Regions from separate parts of the Pan troglodytes genome. Here region 2 is linked to region 1. A link is a contact called in public Hi-C data. All regions are on one chromosome and are shown on one strand. Each heading gives the region's core, a stretch centred on a gene start, on an enhancer-like site or on the middle of the called end of the contact. The rest is flanking DNA. Distances are from core to core; before and after follow the strand shown. Region 1 holds the start of FNDC3A (fibronectin type III domain containing 3A). Region 2 overlaps FNDC3A (fibronectin type III domain containing 3A).

What was found. A called contact is a pair of places that touch in the nucleus more often than the background predicts.
Region 2: a contact with region 1 is called in a Hi-C map of induced pluripotent stem cells, with 1.9 times the contacts expected there. The contact joins the enhancer-like site here to the promoter of FNDC3A in region 1. A contact is called at or near these places in 2 of 7 Hi-C or Micro-C datasets (induced pluripotent stem cells and stem cell-derived neural progenitor cells) and 1 of 1 datasets of contacts at active chromatin or transcription factors (stem cell-derived excitatory neurons).

What each region holds. Positions count from the first base shown.
Region 1 is chr14:54,572,198-54,580,153 of NHGRI_mPanTro3-v2.0_pri, reverse strand. It overlaps FNDC3A (fibronectin type III domain containing 3A), which reads right to left and starts at 5,036. Exons shown (of 26, transcript XM_063792541.1): 1 at 4,983-5,036.
Region 2 is chr14:54,708,056-54,716,011 of NHGRI_mPanTro3-v2.0_pri, reverse strand. It overlaps FNDC3A (fibronectin type III domain containing 3A), which reads right to left. Exons shown (of 26, transcript XM_063792541.1): 4 at 1,153-1,229. Among named protein-coding and RNA genes, the nearest start is that of MLNR, 100 kb to the left of the region's middle. Within about 2 kb of position 2,776, at least 5 of the 24 cell types and tissues checked have an H3K27ac peak or open chromatin away from gene starts, as enhancers often do. A contact at or near this core is called in induced pluripotent stem cells and stem cell-derived neural progenitor cells, where this site is marked.

The sequences.
Region 1 (7,956 bases), core at 3,787-6,286:
TAAAAACAAAGTTCCCTACTGCCTGCTCCTCTGTTGTCACTTACAGACCACCAGCATCCTAGACAAGGTTTTTAACCTGCCAGCTGTGTTTTAAAAAATGTAAAACCAGCACAGGCAGTTGATACACCTAACCTTATACAAATTCTAAATCAAGCCACTGTGTAGCTATTTTCACTGTAGTAAGGCCTGACTCAAAGGCTTTTCGTCTTTCACTTCCTAATTCTGAGACCTATTCTAGGCTCTTGTTAGAAGTCTGGCCACAAAATAACAATTACAGAAGCACTTATTTCTACATACTTTTTTTTAGGATAACATAAGGAAAAATATATACATGATAGTCATAAAACACCCAAACCACCATATAGACAAGATGATGCAAGACATTTCACAGTATGTGCTATATGGACAATTACTTTGCCAATTATTACCTAGGAGTCAGCAAACTAGGTCCCCTGGCCAAATCCAGTCCACAGATGGCTTGTTTTTGTTTGGCTCTTGAGACAACAACGTAAAAATTTTTACGTTTTTAAAAGATTATAAAAAACTAACAAACAAACAAGAACATTCAACCGAGACTGTAAATGGCCTGCAAAACCTAAAATATTTAATTATCTAGCACTCTACAGAAAAAGTTGGCCGACCCCTGACCTAAGCCATATAAACAAACACATATAAGCTATCCATTATACATAAAGCTTAAGCTATTAATATGTCAAAGCTGAGGTACAGTTCTTTCAGTGATAGGTTCCTAATGATACAAACTGTCTTGTCCAGCTCTGCCTATTTTCCTCTTCTGATGCCCTGGTGCTTAAGCTAACATCTCGACCTAACTTTCTTTCTTTCTTCGTCCCAATTTCTGTCCTTGGATGCTCTTGGACTACTTATTCTACTACTACTTCCAACTCTGCCTGTGAATCTCTTTTGGAATGCCTTTCCTTTTGTTATCTAAATCATTTCTAAGTTTCCTCTGACTCCCTCCAAATGCCTTCCAGGATTGTTCTAGCTCTCACTGGCTTCACTTCCCTTTAAATTCCAGTTGGTGTCACACAACTTAATAATACCATATTATAATTTTTGCTAATGATACTATTAGTCTAGTACCCCCAACTAATTTGTAAACTACTTGAAGGAAGGAAGACATCACACTATGTTTGTATCCCCACTTTAATAACATTGCATCACCCTGCAAGCACATGACATCTCCCAGGTGTAGTTCTCAATCTTGGAGGAAAAAATAGCCCAAGGACTGGTAATGGGTGATAAGTGATTGGAAACATTGAAAGATGACACCCACAAAGGAACTTGATGGAAGACCACAGGCTACACAGAAAACTTGAAAGTATGTATTAAAGACAAGCAAAACCACAACAGTGGGAAGACAGAAAGGTAAGAATAAAGATATAAAAAGAGACCACTGAATAATTATCTGAAATAAGACCAAAATATTAAGAAAATTATAAAAGCTCACAATACATGTAAAAGTACAAAATTTGCCTTTCAACATTAATGGCCACTAATTTCGTTTTAACAAGTAGTTTTTGACATTAACACATATGGGAGCCATATTTCTTGTTTTGCAATGTGATAAACTGAAGCAGTAAAAGGCTCAATGGAATAAATATGCACCATATTCTAAACCTTCGGAATTACAATATTGTGAGTTTATTTGAAGTCCGCTAGGCAATGCTAAAAACAAAACAAAAAAAACAAAAGCAAACAAACAAACAAAAAACAGAAACACTAATCACTTAGTTATCTGGCTAATAAAATTGGAAATCATGTGCATATCCCTACACCATTCTCAAAGACACGATCTAGATTCATTTTCATTCAAAAATGCACCAACAATGTTTCAAAAAAAAAACGTTTTTGGTTACTTCATCAAATTGTATTTTAAAAATACTGGCAGATTATAAAATACACAAGCCTTGGATGTCATGAACATCTTAAAAAATGCAAATGTTTTAAAACAGCGCAAATATTACTAAAAATTGATAAAGTATAAATTAAATGCTCTTTGCCTAAAACTACAAAAGACAATGAGAATATGAATCATGCATTCCCTCTTTTTTTCGGGGGGTTAAGGATGTCTCAGCCCTTAGCTATGTCTGGCTGGTCAGGAAAGAGGGAGAAATTTTTAAATTAGTAATAAAATATGCTTACTATTATATTGTAGCAATGTGACTAGTAAAGAGTAATCATTACATGTGTGTTAAAATAAATCAGGTCTCAATTACTCACACAGATAGAGGAAGTGAAGACACAGACGTCACCAAAAGAAGATAATCCTAGAATTTTTTTAATGCTTATTATTAATTTGGGATAAATTAATTACCCTTATAACTATGCTTGACAGTGTTAACCAGGATTTTATTTTTCCGGAGCATTCAATGATTTGGAGGATTCAGACAAAAGGGAAAAAGAGGGAGTTAATTCAGAAGCATACAGGTGGCTAACGGTAGCCAGCCTGGGATAAAAAATTTTCCAGTTAACCTACACATAGAAAACTAACAGATGATCTATGAAATGAAACAAGACAATATAGTAAAATTTAATGTAGTAGTGCTAAAAAATTTAAATATAAGATTTAATATTAAAATTTTAACAAGATGTTTCTCCTGTCATCATCCCTTCTTCCCACTAACTGGTGTGATTAGAAAGCAAGATTAGTAGGCTACAAAGCTAAAAGCAACATTTCAGGTTATATTTCATAAAAGATGTAGTAAAAATCCTTCATCACTGTTTTCTGTTGGGCCACCATCTGTCTCAGTGAGTACTTTATCTCACTACTTAAGAAAAATTAATTCAACCAAGAAAATATCCAAAAGACAGGGGATTCAACTCACTTGAACATTTGTGGGTGACACAAGATGACAAGAGTTAGTAAATACGCAAAAACTAAATATTTACCCAAACATAAGATCAGAACCACAAAACTCAATTCGTTTCTGCCTAACATATGGCTCAAACTCCTGAGTGGCGTATGTTTAGTACTGGAGCTGGTAACAGCATGGTGATAAAATATTATAGTAAGAGTTCAACTGTTATTTCATTCCTACAATACAGAAGCATACACACTTTGGTTTCAAGAACTAAAAAACACAGACCACAGTAAGAAGCAAAATAATTACGTTGTTCGGTTTTAAAAACCCATAGTGAACACATAATGATTATACCGCAAAAAGAAAAAAAAAAATCTCATCAGCCTGCGACTCTTATTTAATAGATGGTCAGACACAAAGGTGTCCAAAGGAACTTACGTAAAATCTCACAAAAGAAAATCTCGAATTCACAATCTCTAGCACCCCCAGCAAATCATCGCATTCCACCCTCTAAAATATCCCAAGGCTTGTAACGCTAACAGTTGAATAAAAGAACAATTAACGACCACATCCATTAAAACAGTCCCTCTTCTGCTCGCAATCTGACAGCGAAATTATCTGTTCATTTTCCTTTACCTAACACATGACGTCGTTTCCAAAGCCGTGTCAAAAGTTCGAAGATCCAGGTTGTTAAAACCGGGCGAGGACTGCAGCCTCGAGTCCACCTCCCGACTGAACAGGTGGTTAACTCGCCCGGGGAGAGGAACTGCCAGGTACTGGAAGCAGCCACGCAGGATCAAACAGAGGGCGGGTTTTCGAGGTTTTAACCCCAAGATGAGCGGGGAAAACTCTCTTCAGAAAAGCGTTCAAGTTCGGCGGCTGCCGGGCGGCCAAAGCCGAAGGCGCCGCGGGTGCTGGGCGATCCTCTCAGGAGGATTCCGCCCCCGCCCCCGCCCCCGCCCCCGCCCCAGAGCCCTCCGGAGCTACGCGGCTCGCCGCGGGGAGGAGGCGAGGGACAGAGAAGGGCCGCCCGCGCACCAGCGCCACCTCCCTCGGGCTAGATGCTGCCTCCTTTTGGGCTGGATGGCGCCCCCGGCCGCGCCCCCGCAAGCGTGTCCTGGCTAGGCTCGGCCCCGGCAGGTGCCCGACTAGTAGACCGGTCCTGTCCCCGGCCCCACTGCCCCTCTGCACCTCTGCCCACAGCGCGCCCACAGAAGGGGGTGGTCCGGGCCCCTCCACGGGGCCGAGCCCTGGAGAGTGCCCCGGCCCTCAGTCCCAGCCTAACGGTTTCCGCGGCGCCTCCTCCGGGGCGGGACGGGGTTGGGACGGCTCGGTGTCCCCCGCCTTTCGCGGAGGGAGTGCCCGCGCTCTCACCTCCGAGTCACGCCGTTCTGAGGCAGAAGGCGGCTCCTCTGGCGCCTCTTCTTAGGGTTCCTGATCGTTGTCTCTCTACCTCAGCTGCAGAGTCAGCTCTCAGGGCCGCTGCGGCCGCCGGCGCGCTGACTGTTGGGGTTGTTTCCTGGCAGTGACGCCGCCGCCTCAGCCCCGCTCTTCGCTCCCTCTCCGCGTAGCTCCCGCTTTCTGTTTCACCCGAGGGACCACGAACGCCGCCGCCGCCATGCTTACTACGGAGCCGGGAGGAGGAGCCCGAAGTCGGCGCGCCGAGTGCGGCTGCGCGGGCCCCGCCGACGGAGCCCGCGGCCGGGACCCCGAACCCCCGCCTCGAGCCCGCCGCGCCGGGGCTCTCTCACCGGAACGCGAGTCCCCGCGGGGCCACCGGCGCGTGGCGGCTGAGCGGCCGCGTTCGGCTCCCAGAGCGCCCACACCCTCTCGGGCTTCCGGCTTTCTCCCGAGGCCCGGCTGCGCCTGGCTCGTGGTAGCATCCGCTGTGGCCAGGCTCGGAGCTACACTCAGGAAAAGTGGAGTTAATGGAGGTTCCTAGAGACACTCACACAATTCTCAATCCACGTTTCAAAAGGCTCCCCTGAGACGCACCCTGTCGGCCCCTTTCCGAAAGCACGCGAACTTAAGGCTGGCAGGTGCTTTAAAAGACACTCCTCCCAAGGACTAGGAAGCCTCTGAAATGGGCTTGGAAGTTTCTAATCCCAAAGACTTCGAACCCAGGATCTGGATAGCAAGCAAAAATATTTAGATATTTACTCAGTTGAAAACGTGGGGGGTGGCTTCGTGGTCTCTTCGCCAGCCAAATCGCGTGGAAAACCACGACCTCAATTTTTACAACAGCACGAAGACTTACAAGTGAGCGCAGCAGCGACTTCCTGGAACCTCAAGCAATGTGGGACGCTGCAATAATGCCTGAGGGCTTTTGACTTACAGTTGCCACCGGAGACCTGGGGAGGGGGTAGTACTTGGGCCGGTGAGTCCAACCTCAGGAACTGTCCTTTCAAAAATGGTGATGGATGTAACAAGTTGCATGTCTGGGCTTTATTTCAGTGTATTAATTGTGCGATCTTTTAAAATAGCTATATTTTTAAAACTGTTTTACAGAAATCTCTTTAAAATGTGATTGTTCTCTATATTCTTAAAGAATACAATGGCTAATTAAATCCTTTGTTGATAACTGACTCTCAAACCGATATCTTGGCCATACGTTTAAGTCCCAGAGGATTGCTGCGGTGTATAGAATCCCTACTTTGGTGCTCTCTTTTTTTCCCTCTTTGGAATGTTCTCATCACCTCTTCTAAAATCTTTCACTGCTTTTCATCTCATCTGCCTCTGCCCACTCTGATCCTTCCTCTTATTCTTTCTGCTTTACTGTTTATTTTTCATTCTTCTCTCCTTCCTCGGCTGGTTTTCTCTGCGGCTCCAGGTGAAGATTGATGGGATGTTTATATCCACAGCCAGCTAATGAGAGGTTTCTTTTCTTCTGGTTGTAAATAGGGCAGTGGTATCTTGAGATATTTTCATTGCTCTTCACTAGTTCTTCACTAGAACTTCACAGAAGTTCTTTCCCTGTGAGAGATGTTTCCTTTTCTTAACTTTTGGATTTGACCCTCTTCCAGACAGCTGGCAAGTTGATCTTGGAATAATTGAAGTATAACTGTATATTGTTTCAAAGTATGAGGATTTTATCAGAGTGTGGGCGAATGGGGTGGCTTCCCCATCTTACTGCCCAACTATGCTTGGTCTGAGACTAAGATAGTGGTTTCCAAACTTACCGCTAAGCTAATACTTTCCTACTCTGCTTCCTACTCAGGAGCTTTTTGAAAATACAGAATCCTGCAATCTACCCCCTCAAGATTCTGATTCCTTTGTTCAGGGAGAGGCCAAGACATGGCACTTTTAAAAACTATATTTAAAAAAATATGTTTGGGACATGCCTACATGTAAAGGCAGAGTAAAGAAGATCAGCTGTTTTTGAAGGAGATTAACACATAATTTAAGAATGTTATTGAAGACCTAGAGATTGTAGTCAATAATATGCAATGCAGTAAGGTGAAGTAAAGTGAAGACCAAGGAATTTATGGCCTTTGGAGAGAAGAAAACCCACACATAGATGACCCTAGCATGTGCACCAGTATGAGTTCTCTGGGAACAGAGAGAGGGTCAAGAAATTATGTTGGCTTTGAACAAGTTCTCTTCTCAATGCTTCACTTTTTTTTATCAATAAAATGGGAGCCATTTTCAATCCTCATCTTTCTTGGCCTCTCAACAATACTCAACACTTTGACCACTATTCTTTCTTAAACATTTCTTCTTCCTTTGGCACTGCATTTTCTTGGTTTTCCTCCTTACTTTCCTAGGCACTGCTTCTCTGATTCCTTTGCATATTCCTGCTCGTCTCCCTAACTATTAAATATAACAGTACCTTAAAATTCAGTTTTAGATTCTTTTCTGTTTTCATTGTAATCTCTTGGCCTAAGCAGCATCACCCACGCCAGTGGCTTTAGTTATCATCTATATGCCAGTGATCTCCACATATATGCCTCCAGCCCAGACCTTTCCTCTAAATTCCAAATCTGATCCACTAGTCAAAGTTTGACCCTTCCTCTAAATTCCAAGCTTCACTGACATGGCCACTTAATATCTCAAAGTTGCAAAGTTTAGTCCAACTGAGTTCATGAACACTTGTTTTCCTTATCCCCCATCTCTCTAGTTATTCAAATCAAATATCTAGTAGTCAGTAACCGCTGATGTCTCCCTCACCTCCATTCTTCCATTCTCCATATTTGTTGCAGCACTAACTCCTGGCAATTTTATTTCTAAAATCTAATTGGTCTACTTCTTTCCAATCACTACCAATCTAATTCGATCTCACTGTATACAATCTGGGATCCTCCAATCAGTCTCCATTTTGCAGCCAAAATTATCCTCTAAGAAAGCAAATGAGACTATATCACTACTCCAAAAAACTCCTTAAACAGTTTCTCATTGCTTTAGGATAAGTCTAGAATTCTTAAGGCAGCCTAAAAGACCATTCGAGGTCTGGCCTTACCTGCCTTTTCCAGCCTCATCTCACACCATTTTCACCTTGTTTCCTGGGCAGAATTCCTGGTCTTCTTTTAGTTTCTCAAAAATGCTGTGATCCCAACAGCCAAAGGCTCTATGTACATGCCATTCTCTCCTTTAGTTATCCTATCTCTTACTCATCCTTCAGGTCTCAGCTTGAAAGCGACATCCTTGGGAAAAATATTTCTGACCTCCCAGATACATTCAAGATACCTTGTTATGTCAGCTCTCCTACCACCATATACCCTCCCCTCTTATGACTTACCACAGCTTGTAACTACATTTTGGTATGTGTAACTACTAGGTTAATATCTGTTGCTCCCCACATTAGGATAAAGACCATGTCTATTTGGGCCTGCACAGTGCCTGGCACATAGAAGCTACCCAATAAATATTTCTTGAATGATTATTGTCCTATGAGTTTATTTCTGGGATTCTAGAAGGTTGTTAGATCGGGAAATTAGATCACTGATCATTTTCAAGAGAGCAATCTTCTGTATGACTAGTGGGAAGAAATGCAGAAATGTGCTGGAAGACAATTCTCTGTGGGACTCTAGTATTTCTGCATGTCTTGTGAGCAGAGGCACTAACAGCTTTTGTTTTAGACTATATTTTCAAGGATTTTTTTTTTTTTTGGTCAAACTGCCTTGGAAAATATACATAG
Region 2 (7,956 bases), core at 1,527-4,026, 140 kb before region 1:
GTATCAAATTTTTAGAGGTCAAAGAGGACCAGGCTGGAAAGCAGGACTTTGGATTTGGTACACAGCGGAAAGCTGTTTTAGTAGAGTAACATAGACAGAATGCAGACTATATTAAGGAGTCAGTGTGCTAAACAAAAGTAGAGATAGTTAGTAGAGACTACTCTGAAAAGCTTACAAGGTAATTTCAGTACGTGATCTCATCTCATAATGAAGGCACTGAGACTGAAGGAAGTTGATTTGCCCAAGACCATGCAGCCAGCAAAGGTTTGAAATAAGATATGGATTCAGCTTTTCTGACTCTAAATCTCATTCCATTCTCTCCTTCCCAGCACGCTCTTCTTTTGCTGTCGTTCATGTGATGGTGTGCTTCACAGAGTGTGCAGAAAATCCACCCCAATATCCCACCACCAATATTCTGGCATAATCAGGGAGGAAGTAACAGAGGGCCTGAAGAAAAACTTCAAGTGTAAATTCAATGCTAGGGAGAGAAAATGATTATTTCCCAAAATAGATTGAGGCAAAGAGTGCAGACCATACGAAATCTCAGTAGTGGAAGATATTGAACACCTGCAGATTTTACAGTTTAATTCAGTTTGCCTGTGTTCATAAATTACTATACTTAAGGTCAGAGCTTCCCAGTCATTATGCATAAAAGGTTACAGGTGTATGGAGATACTGATTTTTTTTTTCCTCCCCCCCCCCGTCCCTCAGGGTTGCTAAACTCTTTTCTATTGAACACAATATGCCATGCAATTATCAACAGTGTCTGAGATTCATTGTATGAATAAAGTTGGAAGCATTGTCTTGGGTTACATCTAAGCAAATTTCTAAATTTAAAAATGTCAGTGTAGGCACCTTTACAACCTAAAATATTATTTTTATTTAGTCATATATTTAGGGAGATAAAACTCTAGAATGAATTTTCTTTTGTGACTTAATACCCAAAGACAAGGACAAATGATGAGTGCTGCCAATAAAAATTTTTCTTCCTTTCCAAATGTACTAAAATACTTGAAAGAGATTTATGATAGATACACAACACTTGGTAAGCCTCAGTAATTAAATGGTTTTTGTTAATCAAAATCAAAGTCAAAGAGAATAACATTATCACTATTATATAAATATGAAAAGAAAAATAGCATAAAAACATACCTGTGGGGCATATCCAGGAGGCACATAGATAGGAGGCACAGAACCATTTGGGGACATCATTGGAACCTGAGCAGGACCTGAATGGGTCACAGAAATGATGTATTAACCCATGATTGCTTATCGGGCTAAAGTTGAAAACAATTTGAATTACATTTTGAATACTTCATCTAAACACTCAAGCCAACAGTAACTACATTTTTATAAAAAGAAATTCAGATGATTGACTTGTTATAAAAATTTATCTTGTAAAGTGCACAAATTACCCTTTACCTACATTTGTGTTTTTTAAAGTTGCTGGGGTAGGGGTGGTGCGGGGGGGGAGGTTGGAGGGCTTTTTAAAACATATTAACAGGCTCTCCTAGAGATTCTTAGTCAATGGGGTCTTGAATCATTATATTCACTTTACAAATATCCCAGGTGACTCTTATAATAGTGTAAGTTTAGAAACACTGACCTAGAGAAAAATCAAACTAAACTCTGCATATAAAATCAATGAAAAATACAAAAGGCAAAATTTTCAAAAGTAACAGGGACAAAATAAAAAAGCAAGAGTGAAAAGCAGCAAGAGGAAGAATAGTTAGAAATTTGGAACTTGCTTTGTTAGGGTTAAAATACTTGTGTAATGTGTGACTCATGTCTATGGGGGCTTAAGAACAAAGAGAAATGCCACACGTGTACTTACCCAAAGGAAAAAAAAAATTTTTTTTTTGTTTCTCACACTAAAAAGTTCTAAAAAAGAAAATTCAGCTTCTCTCACTCTACACTTCCTTTCACTTTTATAGTGTTAGGTTTTCCAATTAACTTTTATAACTATTATCTCTAGTTTACCTTCTCTTTTAACGTTTCTGGGAACAAAAGAAGCATTTGGAGAAGGTGTGTTTTGTTCTTTCTAGGAACTAAAATCTTAGTTGCTTTATGTAACTTTTAAAAAAGTCTCTTACCCCCCTTCCGTTCCTTTCTTCCTGTAACTTTACACTGCAGTGTCCCCTCATGCCCACCAGTTTTTTATAACCTGAAATGAAACCTTTTCAAAGAAATTACTTATTTCTAAGGGAATAAGAACAAAGGTCTGATGAGGAATGTAAAGGGGGAAGGATCTCTTTTATATGCAGAATTATAATCAACCATTATATAATGGCTCTCAGCTATAAAAGAAATAAAGGAGGAAAAGCTCAAATGTAGGGTAGAAAACAAGTAACTCTTAATATTATACATACTTCAGAAAATCAGAATAAAGGGCATGGAGGTCACAACAAATCCGGATTACAGCCATTCTGCCCTTTCTAGGGAAGGCAAGGGGTGAGGACAGAACCACACAGTGGTGATGAAATTAGGGCTAGGGAGATGAGAGAGCTAGGGAAGAGAAAAGAGAATACAAAAGAAAGGGGGTGTAAGAGGGAAAATACTAAACGGGTGACGGAAAATACTAAACAGGGGTAAGGAAAGTGGGGAAAGTGGAGGAAAAAAGGGGGAAGCAAGCAAGGAGAGGAGAAAGGCAAGAGGGGAGAGAAGGAGAGAGGCGAGAGGTAAGAGAAGAAAAGGGAGGGATAAGAAAGGGGACAAGAGGCAGTAAAGGAGAGTGAAGAGAAGACAAGAAGGGAGGGAGAGGAGAAAACAGAAGGGTAAGGGGGAGGAGGAACGATGTGGAGAAATAGGAGAAAGGGGGAGGGGAGAGAAAGGACAGAAGAGGTGGGGAGGGGAAGAGAAAGTAGGGATAAGACTGAAGTGGTTGAGAGAAAGTAAGAAGTGTTTGTGTAGAACACTAAATTACACTATATAATATCTGGCTGTGAAAAGAACTTTTCAATAAGATACTCTTCCCATCCAAAACAAGACCACCACCAAATACATGAAGTTGTCCAGAATATTATTTTAATTATATATAGCTAATACTAACTTACTATGTGCCAGGCCTTTTACATATTTTTTCTCCTCATAATCATTCTATCAGGTAAATATTATCATCATCATCATCATCATCTCCATTTTCTAGATGTGGAAACTGAGGCACAGAGAGATTAAGCTCCCCAAGTGGTAGAAGTGGGATTCAAAACCAGGTAGTTTTATTTCTAAGGACATATCCTTACCACATTTTTAGTAAACATTAAAATACTGTGCAGTATTGGCAACTGATATAATTTGAGGCTTAAGAACAATGCTCCAAAGCCTCTAAGGAAAATTAAGGCCTTTGTTGTCTTTACATACTTAAAAACATGAGAGAAAGAATAAAATTTTCTTAAGTTTAAGCAAACATTACCTATTAATTTACTGAATAAAACTTGTGAGCTGCTTTATACCTCTAGGCAGAAAAGCTTCATGCAAAACTCACCGTTTAGCTCCTATATTCTAGACTCAAGAGAAATGAGAACTGTTTTAAACTAATGCTGGTTTACTTCCATTAGCTAATTTATATAAAACTACAGTAAACTAACTTCCTGAATCCTTACAGGTGGCTTAGGTATTACTTACAATATGTGAAATTCAGCTGAGAACTTGACAGAGAATTCACTGAAAATCATATTTTATAATCTTAATAAAGGCCATTAGCATTGCACTTTTACTGTGGGTCCTTTTATATGCTGTCAAATTTAATCCTTACATCAAGTCATCAGAATAGGTTTTTCTTTTGCCATCAGAATAATAAGTTATTGCTAATTACATTTAAAATAGTAAAATCACACAATTGCTTCAAGTGGCCCTCCTTTTACCAGAAATACGAATATATATGTAGTTACAATTCAAACCATTTTATACTTTGATAGCCGCTAAAATAGTTTATAATTTGGTAATACAAGATTCTACTTTGTTTTTTAATTATATCTAAGTGTGATGCTGAAAAGAGAAATGTAAGCTAAAATAAACCAGTAGTAAATATATTACTAGATGTAGTCCAGGAAAAAGACTGATTAACTTACTTCTTTACGAAGTAATCCTTTCACTCTAGCAAAAAAAAATTTTTTTATCCTGAGGCAGAAATTGTATATGGTTAGATTTTTTTTTTTTTTTTTGAGATGGAGTTTTACTCTGTTGCCCAGGCTGGAGTGCAGTGGCGCTATCTCAGCTCAATGCAACCTCTTCCTCCTGGGTTCAAGCGATTCTTCTGCTTCAGCCTCCCGAGTAGCTGGGATTACATGCATGTGCCACCATGCCCGGCTAATTTTTGTATTTTTAGTAGAGACGGGGTTTCATCATGTTGGCCAGGCTGGTCTTGAACTCCTAACCTCAGGTGATCCACCTGCCTCGGGCTCCCAAAGTGCTAGGATTACAGGTGTGAGCCACCATGCCCAGCCAGATTTTTTTTAAAAAAGACAATTTATCGGTACCATATTTAATGCCTAAAATATTGCTGTGAAGTAACATTCAACACTGAATGCAAACCCCTATTGTATAAACATAATAAATACAAGTATCGATGTTTAGAACTACAACGTTTACAGCATGTCATGTCTGTTGTTACTCCTGTGTCTATAGTAGCGAAACCTTAAAGCCTTGCATATTTAATGATGTAAATGTTTGATTAGCTCCTTAGTTCCAACAATACTTTTTAATTTAGAAAGTAACAGAAAATTAACTACAAACTGACTTAAATTTGTATGCAATGAGGGAGATTTTGTCCCAAGGAAGAAACTCAGATCCTATTGTCAAATGTATGCCTGGCACAAGAGTAGCAATACCTGACAACAACTGTGCATACACTTAGCAGCTCCTTTATAATCTATGTGATTTGAGCATGATTTACCCCAATCATGGAGCTATTAAGGATACATTTCCTATTTCAAAAACCTGCAGAAGAGTAAACAATTCTAACCAATTGTCTTAAGAAATTTGAGAAGCTCCCCACCCCTGCTTCTTAAAAAGTGCCATCACTGACTTAAAGAAGATATTTCAACTAGTATAACTTAAATTCTTCTTTATCTTTCCTTGTTAATATACATTCATATTTAAGAGGTTTTTTTTAAATAAAATTACAAATTTGTCCAGGAGTTTTAATTCTTAAAATGCAACGTGCTGCTGCTGTGCTACATATTCTCTATAAGCCAGCGTTCACAATGGCTTCCAAATAATCTGATGCCAATTTTCAGATTTTAGCTCTAGAAGAAAAACCTAGTAAAATAAAGATCCTAGAATGGAATATTCCGTGGAATACAAAATTACAAAATAACTCTACATAGTCTAACCTTTTTGTAATTACATGGCAACAATTTAAAATATTTTATGGCGATGATATTTAGCATCTATTTTTAAAAACACACGGCATGACTTTAGATTAATACAATGCTTTCTGTCTTAAAATAAAAGCAGAATGTTCGAAAACAGCAAATCTTACCACTCATTTCGTTTTTACAGTAGCAGCAGAGAACAAGAAAATCCAACAAGGAAACAGCGTAGTACACGTTAACAGCTTTAATTGGAGAACGGCTTTTTTTTTTTTTTTTTTTTTTGCAAGGCTGTAAGAGGAAAAGATCCTTTGACCGAGTCACGTGATAGTCATCACGTGACCTGCAGTGACCCAGGAAAGGGCAAGGGGGAAAAAAAAAGCAAACGTTCCCGCTTGCAGCATTTCTGATATAGGGGAAAAAAAAGATTAAATGATTTCTACTGCTGCTGCCCTGAATTTGACCATCTTTCAGACTTCCTTATGAACCAATTCAAAAGCTCATCAAAGTATACTTTTCAGAAATATATATTTGATGTAAAATGATTCTCTTTGTGTTCACTTCAATAACACCACAGGTGCTATCTTCTAATTTTTTACTCATGCAGCCTGCCGCTAATTTTCATTTAGAACATTTGAGATAATATTAATTTAAAAGATTCAGTCTGAAATGTCATTGTATAACGTAATTCTCCATACTCAATCCTTAAGGAATATCCACAATACACAAATAATTGTGTATAGAATATAGGTTTGATAGACATGTGTCTCAAAGGTGGGATTTATGTTTCAGGCTGTTATTTGCCTCTTAAGAGAATAAAGACTACCACTTTCATTATTGGTTTTATTTTCTTTCTGATTTTTTTTAAGATTTAAATTAAAGTGCAGGTGCTCAGTAGATGGCATTCTTACTCATATCCACGAATCTGAAAAGACAGCCTCAGGTGCAGGTTCAGAGTTCTCTATCCAAGAACAAGTAGAGACCAGAAAGGAGACCAAAGATGTCCAGTTACAACAGGAAAGAATAAGAACTTTTGGAGATCTTTCATTACTTTATGGTGCTATGTAACTTCAGAGGAAATTTATTAACAGCTAACAAAAATATACAGGTAATGATAATGACAGCGGTTTGTAACAAGTTGTACAGTGGAAAGAAAGTGAATTTTGGTATTAAAAGATATATTTTAATAACAGCTTCAGTATTTATTAGCAAGGCAATTTACTGCTCTTCTCTGAAGTCTTAGCTTATTTCAGTGACAAGGTTAATCAACATCATAGCATTGTTGTGAGAATGAAATTAAATAAATTTAAAGTATCAAGTATATTGGTTGATGATACTCAGTAAATAGTTATAATATGTAAAAGTATGATCACCATGTTTTCAAAAATAACCACATAGTGCAGAGTACGTACTAGGCATCATTTGGAGTGTTTTACTTGCGTTAACTCACTTAATCCTAACAAGTGAAGTGAGCATCATTTCCAGGTAAGAAAACTGAAGCAGAGTAACATGCCAAGGGCACAAAGCGAGGCAAAGGCAGGATTATCTAATAATAAGGCTATACTTTTCAAAAAGTGTAAACTATGTTCAAAGGCCCCATCTCACACAAAGGTGGAAAACAACTGGCAAAGGATAACCTAGAGAAATAGGTCTCAATAAATATATGTAAGACACCCCAGAGGAGATAAGACAGTAAGGGCCTATTCTTACAAGTGGGGAAAGGTAATTGTTAACTTCAAAATTCCTATGAAAAGGCAGGGTTGCCCTGAAAAATGAGACCAAAGGGCAAGGAGTCTCCTGGTCTCAACAGAATGTACTCATAAACGCTAGACCCAGCCCCCCTGTAAATCTGACCATGTCTCTGATCTTCAGCCGCTAAACAAAAAGCAAGCCTCTGCAGCCCACCTTCTTATTTTGGCTCACATTTGCACACAGCCTGTATTTCTATTTCTTGACTATTTAACTTATCATCTCCTTTCAATCCTTTCCATTATGCTCACTAGAAAGTTTTTTTCCATTATAAATAAATTCTCCTATATCCTCAACCTTTTTACAGAACACTTGTTCCTGTGTTGCCTTGAAATGAAGCATGGATGTCCTGTAGAAAACTTTCCCCAGCATGCCCCAGGAGCAGAGACTTCCTATCCTCTCCTGAAGCAGTGTTGGTAGTCTGCAGATACTCCAAGGCTGCTTCCCTTCACCACTGTTGTTCCTGTTTCATGCTAAAGTTCCTTCTTCCTTGAGATCACGGCATATGTGCATACAACCCAATACCCCTTCTCAATGCTTTAAGGCTGAGTCCTCATTTATTGAGAACTTTGGCGCTGTGATCAATTTTGTTCTCTAACCCAACTCTTGTCCATCAGCATGACTTTAATGTCCAAAATCTAGGCTTAAAATTCCTTGAACTCGTGTCTTTCATTCTATTTTTAGTAACCCATGTTCAAAGATACATCCTGGAACTTATTACTTAGAACTCCACTATCTCATCTTTGAAATATCAAACTTTCATGTGGCCATCATATCTTTCTTTCATCTCTCCAGTTCTCTTTCTTCTACATTTGTTCTTCATAGTGATCTCCCTTTTCTCCTGATCCAACACTGCCTTCATAGCCTGATTTCCTTTCTCATCCATGTCTTCCTTTGA